Regions from separate parts of the Macaca mulatta genome. Here region 2 is linked to region 1. A link is a contact called in public Hi-C data. All regions are on one chromosome and are shown on one strand. The core of a region is the stretch at or near the end of the contact, and the rest is flanking DNA. Distances in the headings are between cores, read along the strand shown. Region 1 holds the start of SPIN1 (spindlin 1). Region 2 holds the start of S1PR3 (sphingosine-1-phosphate receptor 3).

Region 1 (7,773 bases), core at 2,319-4,818:
GGCTTGAAAAACAACTAGTAGACACTGGGCCAAAGGGAGAATTCAGAATGAATCAAGAAGAGAACCATTCAAATGAGCTGCAGTTTCTGTATCATAGATAGCCTGAGAATGCTAGAACAGGGAATCATGACACCAAGCCAATTCAACCATAAACTGTCATTCTTGTACTTTTTTTCTTGCTGATAATTTTATGTATTAGGTTGAGAAACCTACTCTATGCTAGAACAGCTTGTATTCCAATAATTTTGATGAAGAGTTCTGTGATTTTTTTTTGGTGTATTTTCATTTCTGCCACGATACCAGTAATTTATAAGAGATCCATGTAGCTTGCATGTATTTGAGTAACTTCAACATACTTTAGCTCTCCTCTCTGATGTGACCCAAAGAGCCAGTAGGTCCTAAATGTCCTTTGTGTGTCAGAAGCCTGAAGTCAGTGAGATGAAGTCCAACATCAAGAATTTAAGTAAAGCAACTTGTGGAGCAAGAATGTAAAGAAAACACTGGGTAGTTTGGCAAGAGCGTAATTATTGAATTTTCTGGTTTCCAAAAATGTGAACTCCAATAAAAGGATCTTTAATGTGCTATTTTTGCAATTTTCAGTAACAAATAAATGTGTGTATAGAGAAAATAAAACTGACATATTCGAGTAGCTTTAAAAAAAAACTTTTTTAAAAAAAAGGCTGCATGATGAATCAGTTATGTGGCTTTGGACCAGTAAGGAGTCAATTTCAACCCAGATTGTACTGACTTGGAAGGCCATTGTGACTCCATGTCAAACTCCAGACTACACTGTTTTCACAATACCATAGTATCTTCTAAACTGAACAAAATACTTGCACGAAATAGTTGATTCTCTTCTTCCAGTTTCTTTTCATTCATGGAAAGGGAAAGAAGACACATTGAATTAAACGTCCAGCAAATGTAAATACAGTATTAACATTTAAATGCTTTCTCAGCACATATTTTAAAGGATAAACCAAAAGAATGTATATCAAACATACTAGAAAAAAGATGCTAGCAATTAAGGAGTGCAACCAGTAACGTTATAACTAAGTGCAATCAGGTAAGTCACTCGGAAGTGAAAACCATCTAAATAAAAACCAAATTAATAACTCTCATCAATATGATAGCCAAATTTGAGACACTACCCACAAAATGCAGAGGGGCACACATCAGCCACATCAATATTGTGATCCCTCAGTTCACAAGAGAGACACACAATTATCTGAGATACACTGTAAGGACACCAATGATCAACATATGGCATCGCAATGGCTGTTCCAGGGAACATCCATTTTCACTGTTCCCTGGATTTCAGGCATAAAAAGATGACTGAAGACATATACTGGCCCTTTTACCTTAACCCAATTCATAACCATTGTAAAAGTAACCATTTCGCTACTCAAAAGATTATAAAGAAATTCTATTTTTCGTAAGAATCTACGATCTACTAGCACACACATACTGTACCTTAATATATAATTATCAAATCTGAAAACAAACGTTCTGCAAATTACCAGCTACTACAATATTTTGGTGTTTGCCTTTTAACTAAAGCTGATGGGGGGAGTAGGGAGGTTGGAAGAATACTCATTTTACCTGCCCTTCCCAAATTTCACTTCAAAAGAGTGTTTAAAAACTCAGTATGTCCAGATATAAATCTCCAAGCTTAATTTTCACTGTTTAACAAAAGCGATGTAGAAAGCAATTACTGTACCCTCCATCAATCCTTTCGGATTGCACAGAATTCCTTCCAGAAAATTCCAATAGAAAAAAAGTTAGACAGGTATTCGCGTTTTGGTGCGTAAGTAGTCTTTGGCACACGTCATGTAGCGTGAAATCCTTTAAGACATTTAAATGTTCCTGGTATTGTTTTGCGATGAACGTGATAAAATAGTCAAACAATCCATATTTACCAAGAGTAAAAACACTTCCACCACGCACGGAAAATCTCTCCAAAACACAAAATCTGATTCAAAAATTATAAATAAAAAGAGAATAAATGTAAAAACAAATGCATAAACAAACTTCGAAATGCGTATGCGATGACATTACTGAAGCCATTACTCAAAACGAACCTCTGTAAAATCGAGAACGCACAATCAATGCAATAAGATGCTCGAGAAAGCCAAACCCGAGGCGCTGCGCAGTTCCCGCATCGCACAATTCATTTCAACACATTCCTTGACGAATACATCCAAGGTCACTCACGATGGAGAGGAAAGTGCCTGTCTCTCTCCAGAGCACGCAACCCGTTCGCCGCGCCCCCACGGAGGGCGGCGAGGAGACGGGCGCATCAGGAAAGGGGCTGCGCGGGCGCGAGGACTGGCCGGTGGGCGTTCCGGCGCCGCGGAAACCCGCGCATCCGCGGAGCCCGCAACTTGCAAGGTCCGCGGCCATCCCCCGGGCCTGGGAGGGGTGGCCCGAGGGCAGGCCCGCGTCCCCGGGGTGACCCGACCCGCCGCGCCGGGGTCCCGCCCCTCCCCCCGCCCCGCCCCCGTCGCCGGCCCGGGATTATGCAACGCTCCCCCTCCCCGCCCGCATTCTGGCGCAGCGCCCCCTCCCCGCGCCCGACTGCGCAGCGCCGCCGCCCCCTGCCCGCGGGCCTCCCCGCCCGGCTCCAAACAAAGCGCGCGCTAAGGGGCCGGCGGCGGCCGGGGAACTGGGGACGGGAGGGTGGCGGCCATGTTGGCGGGGGGCGGCGGAGATGGGGGGACTGAGGAGTGGGGGCCGGCGAACAAAGGAGCGCGCGCCCGCCCGGAGGCCCAGGCCCGCCCCGCCCGGGTCCCCGCCGTGGCCCGGCCGGCAGGGGGCGCTGTGCGGGCGCCGCCCGCTGGACAATGCTCCGCCGGGCCCCGCGCGGGCCGCGCTCACCTGCGCCCCCGGGCAGGCCGCCGCACCCCTGGCCTGCCGGCGGCCCGCACCCTCTCACGACCCACGCCCGCCCTGCGCGAGCCTCACCTGCTGGCCGCCGCGGCTGCAGTCCACAGGCCCACGGGTTCCGCCGTCGCTCGTTCGCGCTCCCGCCGGCCCCAGCCCGAGCCAGACGGCGCCTCCCCGCCCCCGCTCCCTCGCCGCGGACGCCGCCCGCCCCCCAGCAGCCAGGGCGCACGCGCACTGCGCCCGCCGAACTGCGACGGCCGCGCCGCCCCGGCGCCTGGCGCCGACGGCCGACTGCGCAGGCGCAGTGGGGCGGGGCGGGGCCGGCGGGGGCGGGGCCCGGTCCTTCTCACCTGGCGGGCGGCAGGGCGGGGCCGGAGACCCGGAATGCCAGGTGCGCGAGGTGAATGGGCGGTGGCAGGCGCGCGGAGCCCAGGCGCCTGAGGGGGCGCAGCTTCTCCCGGAAGGCAGGCAGCCTCCGAAGGACTTCGTTTTTGCGCAGGAGGACGTTGAAGAAAGGACAAGCCCCCTTTGTCCTGGGACGTAAGCCGCAAGTGGTCCTGAGTAGTGCACACCGCGAAGACTGAGGAAGCTGGATCACAGGGCTGGGCCGTGAGCCCTGAACCTTGGAGAACGCCGCATTACTGCTCCAGCGCGCCGGTTCAGGACCGCGGGACGCGAGCCCTTTAAAAGGATGGATTTGCTTCCTGTGACTCCCTGGAAGAGACGTCTTCACCACCGCACTGCGTAGAGGCCGGCGTCGTCGCCCGCTCACCTCGCTTGCTGCCTCCCCGCACAAAGCCCAGCCCAGGTAGCTCAGGTTAGCTGGAGCCCCGGAGCCTCACCTACAAATAGCTGGCCTGGCCTAGGTTGTGTGGGGACGGGATGTGGCTTCTGCAAGCCCAGAAACCTGTTTCCACTCCCCCACCAGAAATGGAAGTCACCCAGCTCTACTCGCAAGGTTAGGAGCCAAAAATTCCCATGATCGCACGCGAATTCATTTGACTTCCGTTTCAGTTAAGATGCCTTTTCAGCATTTTGTTGCTTGTTTGCAGGAGAAGGGAGAGAGGTAGCGTCAAGAATAGTTTTTACTCCTGCAGAGTCGAGTGCAGGACTTGGAGGCTGAGTTCAGGCGCTCTCCCTTCCCCGCCAGCCCCGTGTCCTGCAGCAGGTCACTGACCCGGTTCCTCGAGTGCGACAGCGCAGCCTCATCGTAATAAACCGCCTCCCAAAGCGTTGTCAGATCAAATTTCAGAACATGGTATTGGAAAGCACCTTAAACACTCTAAACTGCAGCACAATTATTAGTTAGCAATACTCTTTGGGGTTTGACTGGCACCTTTTCTTCCAAATAAGAGTGATAGATTCCTACTCAAACAAATGGAAATGCTTGTCTCAGATGACACACTTGGCAGGCATGGGACGTTCACAGGCCAACTAGAGGGCTGATTTCAGTACTGAGATATAAAAGTGTAATGCTGTACTTACAAGTTCCCAAGTGTTGAGAAATTACTCACTCATTTGTGTATTTAATGTCTTTTTTGTGTGTTTGTTTAGACGGAGTTTCGCTCTGTTCCCAAGGCTGTAGTGCGGTGGCATGATCTCGGCCCACTGCAACCTCTGCTTCCTGGGTTCAAGCAGTCCTCATATCTCAGCCTCCCGAGTAGCTGGGATTACAGGCGCGCACCACCATATCCAGCTAATTTTTAAAAATATTTTTAGTAGAGGCGGTATTTCGCCATATTGGCCAGGCTGGTCTCAAACTCCTGGCCTCAAGCAATCCGCTGGCCTCAGCCTCCTAAAGTGCTAGGATTACAGGCGTGAGCCACCGTGCCCGGCCTGTTTAATGTCTTATAGTGGGATTATCTCAGAAACAGAGGAATGGGAAGAAGGTAGGTGCCAAGAAATCTGCTGGTTGGAAGATTTCATCTCGTTGGTGAGACCCCTGGGTTTCTCCACCTCAGCACTGTTGGCTTTTGGGATGGGATAATCCTTTCGTGTGGGGTCGGTCCCATGCTTTGTAGGATGTTTGACGGCATCCCTGGCCTCCACCCACTAGATGCTAGTAGCACACACGCTCCTCCAAAATTCACAGAAAACGTCTTCAAAGTCAAATATGTTGCCCCACCTCCATCTCCATCCGCCAACCCCTGATTTAAAATGTGCCACTAGTAATGATCACATTGGGAGCTGTTGAGAATACGCAGGACTGTGGCTTACACCTGTAATCCGAACACTTTGGGAGACTGAGGCTGGAGGATGGCTTGAGCCCAGGAGTTCGAGACCAGCCTGGGCAACACAGCAAGACCCCAACTCTAAAATAAATACAATTTTAAAAAATTTTACAAAGGCCAGGAACAGTGGCTCACACCTGTAATCCCAGCACTTTGGGAGGCTGAGGCAAGTGGATCACTTGAGGTCAGGAGTTTGAGACCAGCCTGGCCAACACAGTGAAACCCCATCTCTGCTAAAAATATAAAAATTAGCCAGGCGTGGTGGTGCATGCCTGTAATCCTAGCTGCTCCAGAGGCTAAGGCAGGAGAATCGCTTGAACCCAGGAGGCAGGGGTTGCAGTGAGCCGAGACTGTGCCACTGCACTCCAGCCTGGGTGACAGAGTCAGACTCCATCTCAAAAAAAAAAAAAAAGAGAGAGAGAATACACAGCGTTGTGGCTCATGCCTGTAATCCTAGCACTTTGGGAGGCCAAGGTTGGGAGTCTGGCTTGAGCCCAGGAGTTCAAGACCAGCCTGGGCAATATAGCAAGACCCCAACTCTACAATAAATAAATAAAATGTTTTAAAATTTAAAAAAGGCCAGCCGGGTGCGATGGCTCACGCTTGTAATCCCAACACTTTGGGGGGGCTGAAGCAGGCAGATCACTTGAGGTCAGGAGTTCGAGACCAGCCTGGCCAACGTGGTGAAACCCCATTTCTACTAAAAATATAAAAATTAGCCAGCCGTGGTGGCGGGCACCAGTAATCCCAGCTACTTGGGAGGCTGAGGCAGGAGAATCGCTTGAACCCAGGATGCAGGGGTTGCAGTGAGCCGAGATTGTACCCCTGCACTCCAGCCTGGGAAACAGAGTAAGACTCTGTCTCAAAAAAATTTTTAAATTTAAAAAAAAAAAAATGTACAGTCCAGTAATGTCACCCAGACCTATATCAGCAAAGGTCATACTCCAGAAGAGTACATATCTCAACTGCATCTAAGGCCTTGCTAATTAGCTCATTAGAATGTCACAAATGGGTTTTTATATTACCCATGTATAACTGCCAAAAATGTTTAAGTGACTCAAGTTGGGAAAAAAAAAATAAGAAAAATCCAGGTTGGAAGACCTTCAGCAAAACAATTTCCCTGCACTGTAGTCTTCAAAAATTCAAGCTAGGGAATTGGTCTAGACAAATAACAACTGGGTCAGTCCATCAAGTGACCCCTGATGCAGCACTGCATTGAAGGCAAAAAAGTTGTGAGAGAGATTTGAGGGACAACTGAGAAACTTTGTTGTTATATATGGACTATATATTAGGCAGTATTATTGTGTCATCATTAGATTTTTCGATGTGACAATGGCTGTTTACAAGAATGCCCTAGTTCTTCGGATGTTAGTGCTGAATCATTAGATAAGAGTCCTAATGGCTACAACTGACATATAAATGCCTCAGAGACTGATGTATTTTATATGGAGGTAAAGCAAATGTAACAAACTGTTAATAGTTGGTGGATCTAAGTGGTGAGTCTAGGTGGGTTCATTGTGCAGTTTTTTTTTTTCAACTTTTCTGGAAAACAAACTTTTCAAAATAAAAAATTGGAAAAATAGAATTCAAGTTAATTTATGAATTTCTAGGATACACACATTGATTCAACTTGCCAGGCAGCTCCTGCTGTCCTCCAACTTGCTAATGAAATATTTTGAGAAACTTACATATATAGCAAATTTCTTTTATTTTGCTTTTGTTATATTTTGGAGAAGGGGTCTTGCTATTTCGCCCAGGTCTGCTTGAACTCTCCATCGTTCACCTTGGCTTCCTGAATAGCTGGAGCTACAAGCATGGACCACCAGCCCTGGCATATAGGTAATCTCTTTACAGTTTCTCAACCATACTCAACTTCTAAATTGGATCAGAGGTTCTACATATGTTTTTCCTCCTGTAGCAAGCTTATTAAATACAAATTGGCATGTTAAAAACCTTGGCCGGCTGGGCACGGTGGCTGATGCCTGTAATCCCAACACTTTGGGAGGCAGAGGTGGGTGGATCACCTGAGGTCGGGAGTTAGATACCAGCCTGGCCAACATGGTGAAACCCCTTCTCTACTAAAAATACAAAAAAATTAGCTAGGTGTGGTGGCGGGTGCCTGTAATCCCAGCTAGTCAGGAGACAGACAGAAGAATCGCTTGAACCTGGGAGGCAGAGGTTGCAGTGAGCCGAGATTGCGCCATTACACTCCAGCCTGGCTAACAAGAGCGAAACTCCGTCTCAAAAATAAATAAATAAATAAAAGCCTTGGCCTATACTAAATGTATGTCTCCTTTACCTCTGGGTTCCTGGGCTCCTACTTGGGAGGATTTCTGCCCTAAGGATGAGTATACTTGTGATTTGGAGTGGAAGAAGGAAGAGATACCAAAGTCATGAGGGGTCGTTAATATCTACAGTGAACCTTGATATGTTCACCCCACTGGCATTGATGTAATAATTGGGAACTGACCCTAGGGATCCTTTTCAAATTAGTATATTTATTATAGAATTATTCAACACAGCAAAAAGTATTCAGTATCCAGTATATACCCCAAGCCCATGGATAATTATTTGATTGGCTTAACCTCTAGGTGGGTGAGCTTGAAGATCCACCTTTAGGAAAGGATGCTGTCTCCCCAGTGCTTGCCTGTGTCATACG
Region 2 (7,773 bases), core at 1,444-3,943, 650 kb before region 1:
GAGGGGCAGGATGGTAGAGCAGTCCGGGAGATTGTGCAGGCAGTTCCAGCCCAGAATGGGCAGGGCGCCCAGCGTGAAGGCAATGAGCCAGCACATCCCAATCAAGAGGAAGACGCGGTGCTTCTTGTTGGCGTCGTAAGGCCTCATTTTGATCATCGTCAAGTGCCGCTCGATGGCGATGGCCAGTAAGCTGCAGGTGGACGCCCCGAGGGCCACGAACATACTGCCCTCTCTGAGGAACCAGACCGTGGGAGACAGGCTGAACGTCTTCTTGCCGGACATCAGAATGTTGACCTTGTAGGCGATGCCGGCCAGCAGGTCGCAGAGAGCCAGGTTGCCAATGAAAAAGTACATGCGGTTGTGAAATTTATTGTTTTTCCAGATGGCAATCAAAACCATCAGGTTCTCTAAGACGATGAAGCTGCAGATGACCAAGAAGAGCACGGTGGTGAGCGTGCCGGCCTCGGAGGCCTCCTTCAGCCTGCCCGCCAGCTTCCCCACGTACTGGTAATGCTCCCGCAGGGTCTCATTCCCCCGCGCAGGCTGGAGACGCGGCGGGAGGGCAGTTGCCATCACTCGGCATTCACAGACGGTTAGCTCCAGAATCCACCAGAGGGCGCTCGAGGAACATTCATTTCAGAGGGAAGCAGGGCTGAGGCTCTGGCTTCTTTCAGCAAAGCGTGCAGGCCAGACTCCAGCGAGGGCGTTGAAAACGGGCTCCTGCCAACAGATAAAAAGAGGGAGCGACCCTTGATAAAACGATCGCCGCCTAAGGGGCCACGGCAACGCTGTTGGAGAAAGGCATGAAAAATGTGGAAGTATGGGGATGGCTGGCCACATCAGGCTGCACAGAGGGTCTTTAGACACAGGCTAAGTTCCCTAAGTGATTGGGGGAGACCATGGGAAGCGATTTGGTGTCTGGAGTTGCCGGGAAGGGAAATTCAGAGCATGAATTATTGAATCCTGTAACAAAGATACACAGACCCAAATACAGTTTCCATCTGGAAATCTCCAGGCACTAGAAAATGCTAACTAGTCCTCATCTAGGGCACGGGAGCTGGTGACCCATTATCCCAGTTACCCAGGGAAAAGCAGGATTTTCTCAGGACCTAAAAGCAGGATGGAATCTGAATGATGCCTGCTCAATTTCCAAGACCTCCCTGGTGAGTTTCACAGTGGTATCGTGGGAAGCTCCCTCCCTTCCCAGATGGTGTCCCCTGGATCCAGGCCCAGAAATCAGGTCTGAATGGGCTGTAGGTTGGCCTGGCAGAGAGCCCTGAGGCCTGACCATGCGGTCATCGAGGGACCAACAGTACAAGTCTGGGCAGTGCCCATGCAGACACCACACTGGTGAGCAGTGGGTCCAGGGCCCAGCGAAGAAGGAATATCAACCTGCAAAAACGGGACCTAAGTCTACAGAGGATAAAGGAAGGACAGGAAAGCAGTGACAATCACACTCACTGAGTCTGCCTTGAAATTCAGAGCCCTGAATATCAGATAGAACTACGTGGGAGCATGTGAAGCAACAGAAGCGGCACATTTGGGAGCACTGCAAGAGAGAGAAAGTGGTAAGCAAAGGCCTCGATGAGTTCTGAATACCAAACTCTTCTCCCACCAGACCTCAAACATTTGCACTCAACCACACTGGTAACAGGTAATATCAATCAGCCTTCTGTGATGTCGATGACGCCACATACCCAACTATCAAGGTAGAAACCGCTTTCAGTGGATTCATTTATTTTATTTTATTTTTTATTTTTATTAAAAAAATTTTTTTTTTGAGACGGAGTCTTGCTCTGTCGCCCAGGCTGGAGTGCAATGGTGCAATCTCGGCTCACTGCAACCTCCCCCTTCCGGGTTCAAGTGATTCTGCTGCCTCAGTCTCCTAAGTAGCTGGGATTACAGGCACCTGCCACCATGCCTGGCTAATTTTTGTATTTTTAGTAGAGACGGGGTTTCACCATGTTGGCCAGGCTGGTCTCAAACTCCTGGCCTCAAGGGATCAGCCTGCCTCGGCCTCCCGAAGTGCTGGGATTAAAGCGTGAGCCACCGCGCCCGGCCATCATCTATTATTTGAGTATTTAAATATCAAATTAAGTTCAAATGAGGCTAATTTAAAAGAGCCCACTGTGTGTATCCAGTGAATTTTTTTCTGTAACTTTTACAACGTTTGAACCACAGCCCTAAATTTGCTTCAGAGACACATGAACCACTCACCAATACTATGGGCTCTGCATTTTAGGGTGTGATAGACTGAATCTCATCCACCCATGAGTTTATTCCCAGGTACAGATCAGTCCCTTGAAGATATGGGGCTTGCCTGGTTGGGGCTGAGAAGCAGAGGTGGCTCCAGATGGTGTCTGTATCCTCATGACCTTCCAGAGTGGCGGATGCTGTCAAAGTCCTCTCTCTACATCAGTTTGGGGGGCCTGGATTTTCTGAGATGGCCCCTTGCTTCTTTGCAAAGATTTTTTCCAGTGTCCTGGAGCTTGGAGGTGTTAGTTGTTCTGGAGACCACAGGGGTAGAGGGCTGGTGGGGGGTGGGATGTCCGAGCTGACGTCTGTGCTCTGCCTGGAACTGCCCGACCCTTCCCAGCTGCCGCCTCCTGAAGTCACAGAGGCCTTGGGTCGAGGTCAGCTGGAATGCCAAGTGCTGGCAGAAAGGCTTATTGTTGGTCAAGGCCCTCTGCTCACTGCAGAAAGAAAAAGCAGCCAAGTTCCAAGTCCAGGCTGATGATGCAGGACGAGAGGGGGTTGCCTGCCCAGATCGCTCCCATCACTCATGAGCCATGACAGGCAGTGCAGGGCCCTGGGCCTGCCTCCCTGAGCCCCAAGCGTGGCTCATCCACGCCAGCGCTACTTGGCTCCCCATTCACCTGAGAAGAGACCATGTCTCACCTGTAGGTTCTCCTGGAGGTGAACAGGACAGTCCAGTGGGCAGCCTTCCCCCCAGCCCCTCCCTCTCTACCCTTTCTGATTTTTATTTAAATATTGCCCATCCTTCAAACCTCAAGTCAAATTCCACTTGCTCTGTAACATTTTCTGGAATCATCCCAGCCCTGGTGACTTTTCTCTGATGCTGCATGCCACTTTTGAAAAAGCACTGCAAACTGCCTCTTTAAATGGGACAATACCACAGGCAGCAGCATTTTCTGAGCATCGAGCTTCTCCATTCACACAGGGGCCTTCCACCCAGGGTAAGTCCACAGTACCCTCCCCAGCGTCCTGTACAATGACAGGTGCTAAAAAGATACTGTCCCTTTAGTTTTTGTTTGTTTGTTGTTTGTTTGTTTTGTTTTGTTTTGGGGATGGAGTCTCATTCTGTCACCCAGGCTGGAGTGCAGTGGCGCGATCCCGGCTCACCAAACCCTCCACCTCACCACACCCTCCGCCTCCCAGGTTCAAGCGATTCACCATGTTGGCCAGGCTGGTCTTGAACTCCTGACCTCTAGTGATCTGCCTGCCTTGGCCTCCCAAAGTGCTGGGGTTACAGGTGTGAGCCACCGCGCCGGGCCTAGTATTGTTTATGATTTCTTTCTTTCTTTGTCTGTGAGCAGGGACTGGAGAATCACTATTTCTGATTTTCACTTTGCTGGGTTTCCACCCTGATCAGGGGCCTCTCGGGGACACATGTGCTGTGTCCGGCATGCACCCTGGCATGAAGCCGGGTATGAGGACAACCTGGGCCCTCAGGCTGTCTCCTGCCACCTCCAGTACCATTGCACAGTGCTGAGGGGGGCCACGAGGGCTCTGCCGTTTCCCACATGAACAGTCACTCATGCTCATGGAAAAGGCATGGAGCAAAGGCAGTCTGTGGGCAGTGCCCTGTGCCAGCATCCTCCCTCCCATAGCAGCTGGGGCCAGAGCCGTCACCATGCTGCCAAACAGATGACCTGCCCGGCTCACACTGCAACGAGAGGGGCCTTCACCTGGCAGACAGACAGCTGTCCATGACACCACAGTGTCCTGGTTTATCCCACAGCATCGCCGGGATACCCACTCCAGTATGTGGGGCTTCTGAGACAGAAACTGACAAGCTGCAGACAAACCTTGGTTCCAATCAGTGATGCCTGAGGCCCCTTGTCCCCAGCTCAGGTAGGGATTCAAGCACAGCTCCATGTTCCTCATCCTTTTAGGTAACACTGGCATATTGTTATAATTCAGACTGTTCTTGTACTACCTCAGCTTGCCTCCTGTGCCTCAGTTTCCCCCATGACAACCTGACCCTACCATTTTATACTTGTCCTGTCTCCTCTGAACCTTCTCCACACCTTTGCTTTTGCCATGCATCCCCCATGACAACCTGACCCTGCCATTTTTACTTGTCCTGTCTCCTCTGAACCTTCTCCACACCTTTGCTTCTGCCATGCATCCCCCATGACAACCTGACCCTGCCATTTTTACTTGTCCTGTCTCCTCTGAACCTTCTCCACACCTTTGCTTCTGCCATGCATCCAACAGCCAGATCCGGACTTGCTCCCAGGAGTGGAGAGGAGAGGCTGAGCAGACCCACCGCTCCACAGGCTCATACACAATTGAGCAGAGCAGAAAACAAGCAAACAATTAAAGACAATAACCAGCAATAAAATAACCCCAATAAACATAGTATAAGATTTGCCAGAGACCCATCAAAACTATGAATCTTGGGGGCAAACATATTTTCCCATTAATGTTCGATTTATCATTTCCCTTATAATTAAATATTCATCCCTCAAGAAGCATATTTGTCCAGAACATCTTTTGTTAAATATGATTCTCCGCATTTTGCCTAAGTGGAAGATATCTGGCGTCTTTAGAATCTAAAAGCTCATTTTCTCTGGATTATCAACATTTACAAAGCGGGCCTCATCCCAAGAGTTAAGTGCTGGGCTAAAGGCCAGATTGATTTTGGATGTATCTACACATTATTGTGCACGGTTAAAAGCATCTCATGGACAAGAGTTCCCCTCCGCTCCTGAGGGGTACCAGCCACAGACCTCAAGTTTGCTGGAAGAAAGCTCGAAGCCCACCCAGGCCTGAGGCTCCTGGAGTCAGCGAGCCCTACTCAGGGCAAGAGGGGAGACAGCCACTCTGGAGGATTGGTACTAACACTGCCAGGGACTGCAGGAGTGCTGGGCACTGCGGGCACCGGCAGGCCTGGGACGCTGCCTGCCCCACCACACAGAGATCAGTGAGACCAGTACCCAGGCCAGCAAGAGGATGGGCTGGACCCTGCAGCCTTCCTTGTGCCCCTCCTAGTCACCACCTGTCCCCAAGCATCACCACTACCTGGGCTAGGACTCTCCCCTAGGTGAGTTTAGCCTGCTTCTGACCTTCACATGAATGAAACCCTGCAGGATACAATTGTGTCCATTGCTTTCCTCTCCCCACGATGCTTGTACGAGTCCTGCACATAGATGCACCTGCATGCTGAATATTCCTTCTTGCTCTCATGGTGTGGGCAGATACACTACCCTCTATTCATTCTTGTTTATGGACATGGGGTAATTTCTTCCGTGGCCCATGTGTTGATTATCATCAGGTGGCACTGCTGGGATTGATTGAGGATGTTCTCTTGGCGAACACATGTCCATGTTTCTGCAGGGCCGATGTTGATTTGTGAGCGGTGTGTTGGTGTCCGGGATGGGCTTTAACCATGACTTGGAGGCACTGGGCTTCCCAGACCCCAGCCAGCTCATCTTGCAAAACTGGTGTGGGGAGGAGGGGTGGCCCCCAACAGAGGGCAAGACTGATGCAGTATTAGTGTTCACTCTTTGCTGTATTCCAAAAGCAAGTGTCCAGAGCTGGCAGTGACGTTGTAAATTTGATGACGGCTTAAATTCCACCTGAACACTTAGAAATAAAGCCAGATGCGGAGACGTGTGGCTCTCTGCAGACTAGTTTTGTATATATTCAGAAAGCTGGGCACGTTACGGAAGACACAGGAGTACGGACAGCTGCAGAGCAGAGACGCTCCTCCTCATTAGCGGTGGTCTCTAACCGATACAGACACTGACGCTGGGCTGCTCCCACTGCCCACCTCCACGGCACACCCTTGCCCAGACGTTCCACTCTTTTCCAAGTGCTGCACTAACACATCTTCCTGACCGACTGGACAGACCCTGCCCACCACCCAGCTCTTCAAGGTACTTAAGTATTTGATTGTCTGCATCTTCAGTCTTTCCATGTTTACTGAGAGACACTGCTCACATCTCAGCTTCCCTCAGTTCTACTCAATAAACAGCTCATTCGCTAAGAGTTTTCATGTCATCCTCACTAAGCTGGGATCATCCAGCCTACCTCAAAGCATTTTAATACCAACACTTTTTTTTTCTTGTAGAGAAGGAATAAGACGCCTTCAGAAGATGAGTCTGCAGTGAATGACCCCAAATTAGACCCTACCAAGGTCAGAGGTGCCTACCTTCCCCCCATTTTCAAGGAGAAGCATCGCTAGGGGGAGGGTGAGCCAGAGAGAGGAGGCCGGATGGATTCCAGATGTGCTTTCTATACTAGCGATTTGCTTTCTCTACCCATGTCAAGTTGAAAAATAAGCAAACTATAAAAGGAAGAAAAAGAGAAAAAATAAAGAAAATATTTCCACAGTCTGATCTCCTTCCCAACACCCCCCTTTCTCTCTCTGCATAAAAGAAAAGCACAATAAGACAGTAAGATATTTCTCTCGGTCAGATGCAGGATGCTATATTTTTAAGAGACATGTACTCCCAGGGAAATTAACTAGCTCATCCTCCAAACTGAATTAAAACACCAAACATATGCCAATAAACAAAATTTCTTGGAAAGCAAGTTTTTTTTTAAATTTCATTTAAAATAACTTAAAAAGGAAATGAGTTGGCCGTTTCACAGCTCCAGCAAAATTTCTTTGCTAATGAGTATTTTCCCTTGCTCTGGATTTCTTGGGTGACCTCACTCTGCTTTTGGAGATAGTCCATTGCAAAATGCATGCTTCACACACCCAGCTGCACACGCTTGGCCCATGAATGCAGCTCCCCTGAGAAATAACAACTCTTACAGACAAATCAGGTGAGGGCTTCGTGTCTTTTCTCCCTTCTCTTCTTCAAAGCGTGCAAGTCAGTGCACTTCCCTGGTTAGACTTACCGCTTCCTGGTGGCTTTTCCCCAAGTCCTTCTCCATCACAAACAAGGCTGGCACATTATGAGCTATCTGGGCATAGTCCAGAGAACCCCAGATATGGAGGCGGTGCCCCAGGAAACTCAGGCCCCGACCCTGAGCTTCTGCCTCCGTGAACACTGTCCTAAGCTTCCAGACTTGTGTGTGGGAAGGCAAGTGCATCTGATCCAGGAGGTGGCTGACCCCTTTGCCTGTCCATGAGTGTTTTTAAACCTTCTCCCTTCTGCTGCTTCTTCATGACGGCATAGGATAAATGACTCTCAAGATTTCCACAGGGATGAATCCACAGGGATGTGGAAATAGGCTCTGTGAGAGGGCTGAAGGTACATTCAAATAAGAGCCATCCTGCCCACGAAGTCAACCTGAGATCCTTCCTATCCCTTCCCAAAGGGGCAGTCTCACCTGGTAACTCGGCATGTGTGCCACCTTGCACCATGGACATAGCACACATGGCCCCACAGCAGCATCTGCCTTCTGAATGTACACAAGAGAATACCAACACTGTGGGAGGCGGGGGGCTCACTTGTCCTTAGTCACAGAGCTTAGAAGAGGCTGGGCTGGGCTGGTGTCCGTGCCATCTGATTCCAGGATGTCACATTAGGGATGAGCTCTTTGGGAGGCTGCCACCTTGCCACTGGTTCTTTG

The links. A called contact is a pair of places that touch in the nucleus more often than the background predicts.
Region 2: a contact with region 1 is called in a Hi-C map of fetal cortex germinal zone, with 3 times the contacts expected there. The contact joins the promoter of S1PR3 here to the promoter of SPIN1 in region 1. A contact is called at or near these places in 2 of 14 Hi-C or Micro-C datasets (fetal cortex germinal zone and fetal cortical plate).

The regions. Positions count from the first base shown.
Region 1 is chr15:119,017,121-119,024,893 of T2T-MMU8v2.0, reverse strand. It overlaps SPIN1 (spindlin 1), which reads right to left and starts at 3,568. Exons shown (of 7, transcript XM_077966702.1): 1 at 3,234-3,568. It overlaps LOC144334790, which reads right to left. Exons shown (of 4, transcript XM_077966427.1): 2 at 3,973-4,105; 3 at 2,079-3,225; 4 at 1-867. The coding sequence ends at 2,297.
Region 2 is chr15:119,668,276-119,676,048 of T2T-MMU8v2.0, reverse strand. S1PR3 (sphingosine-1-phosphate receptor 3) reads right to left here and starts at 2,693. Exons shown (of 3, transcript XM_028835320.2): 1 at 2,218-2,693; 2 at 1,462-1,549; 3 at 1-720. The coding sequence starts at 573.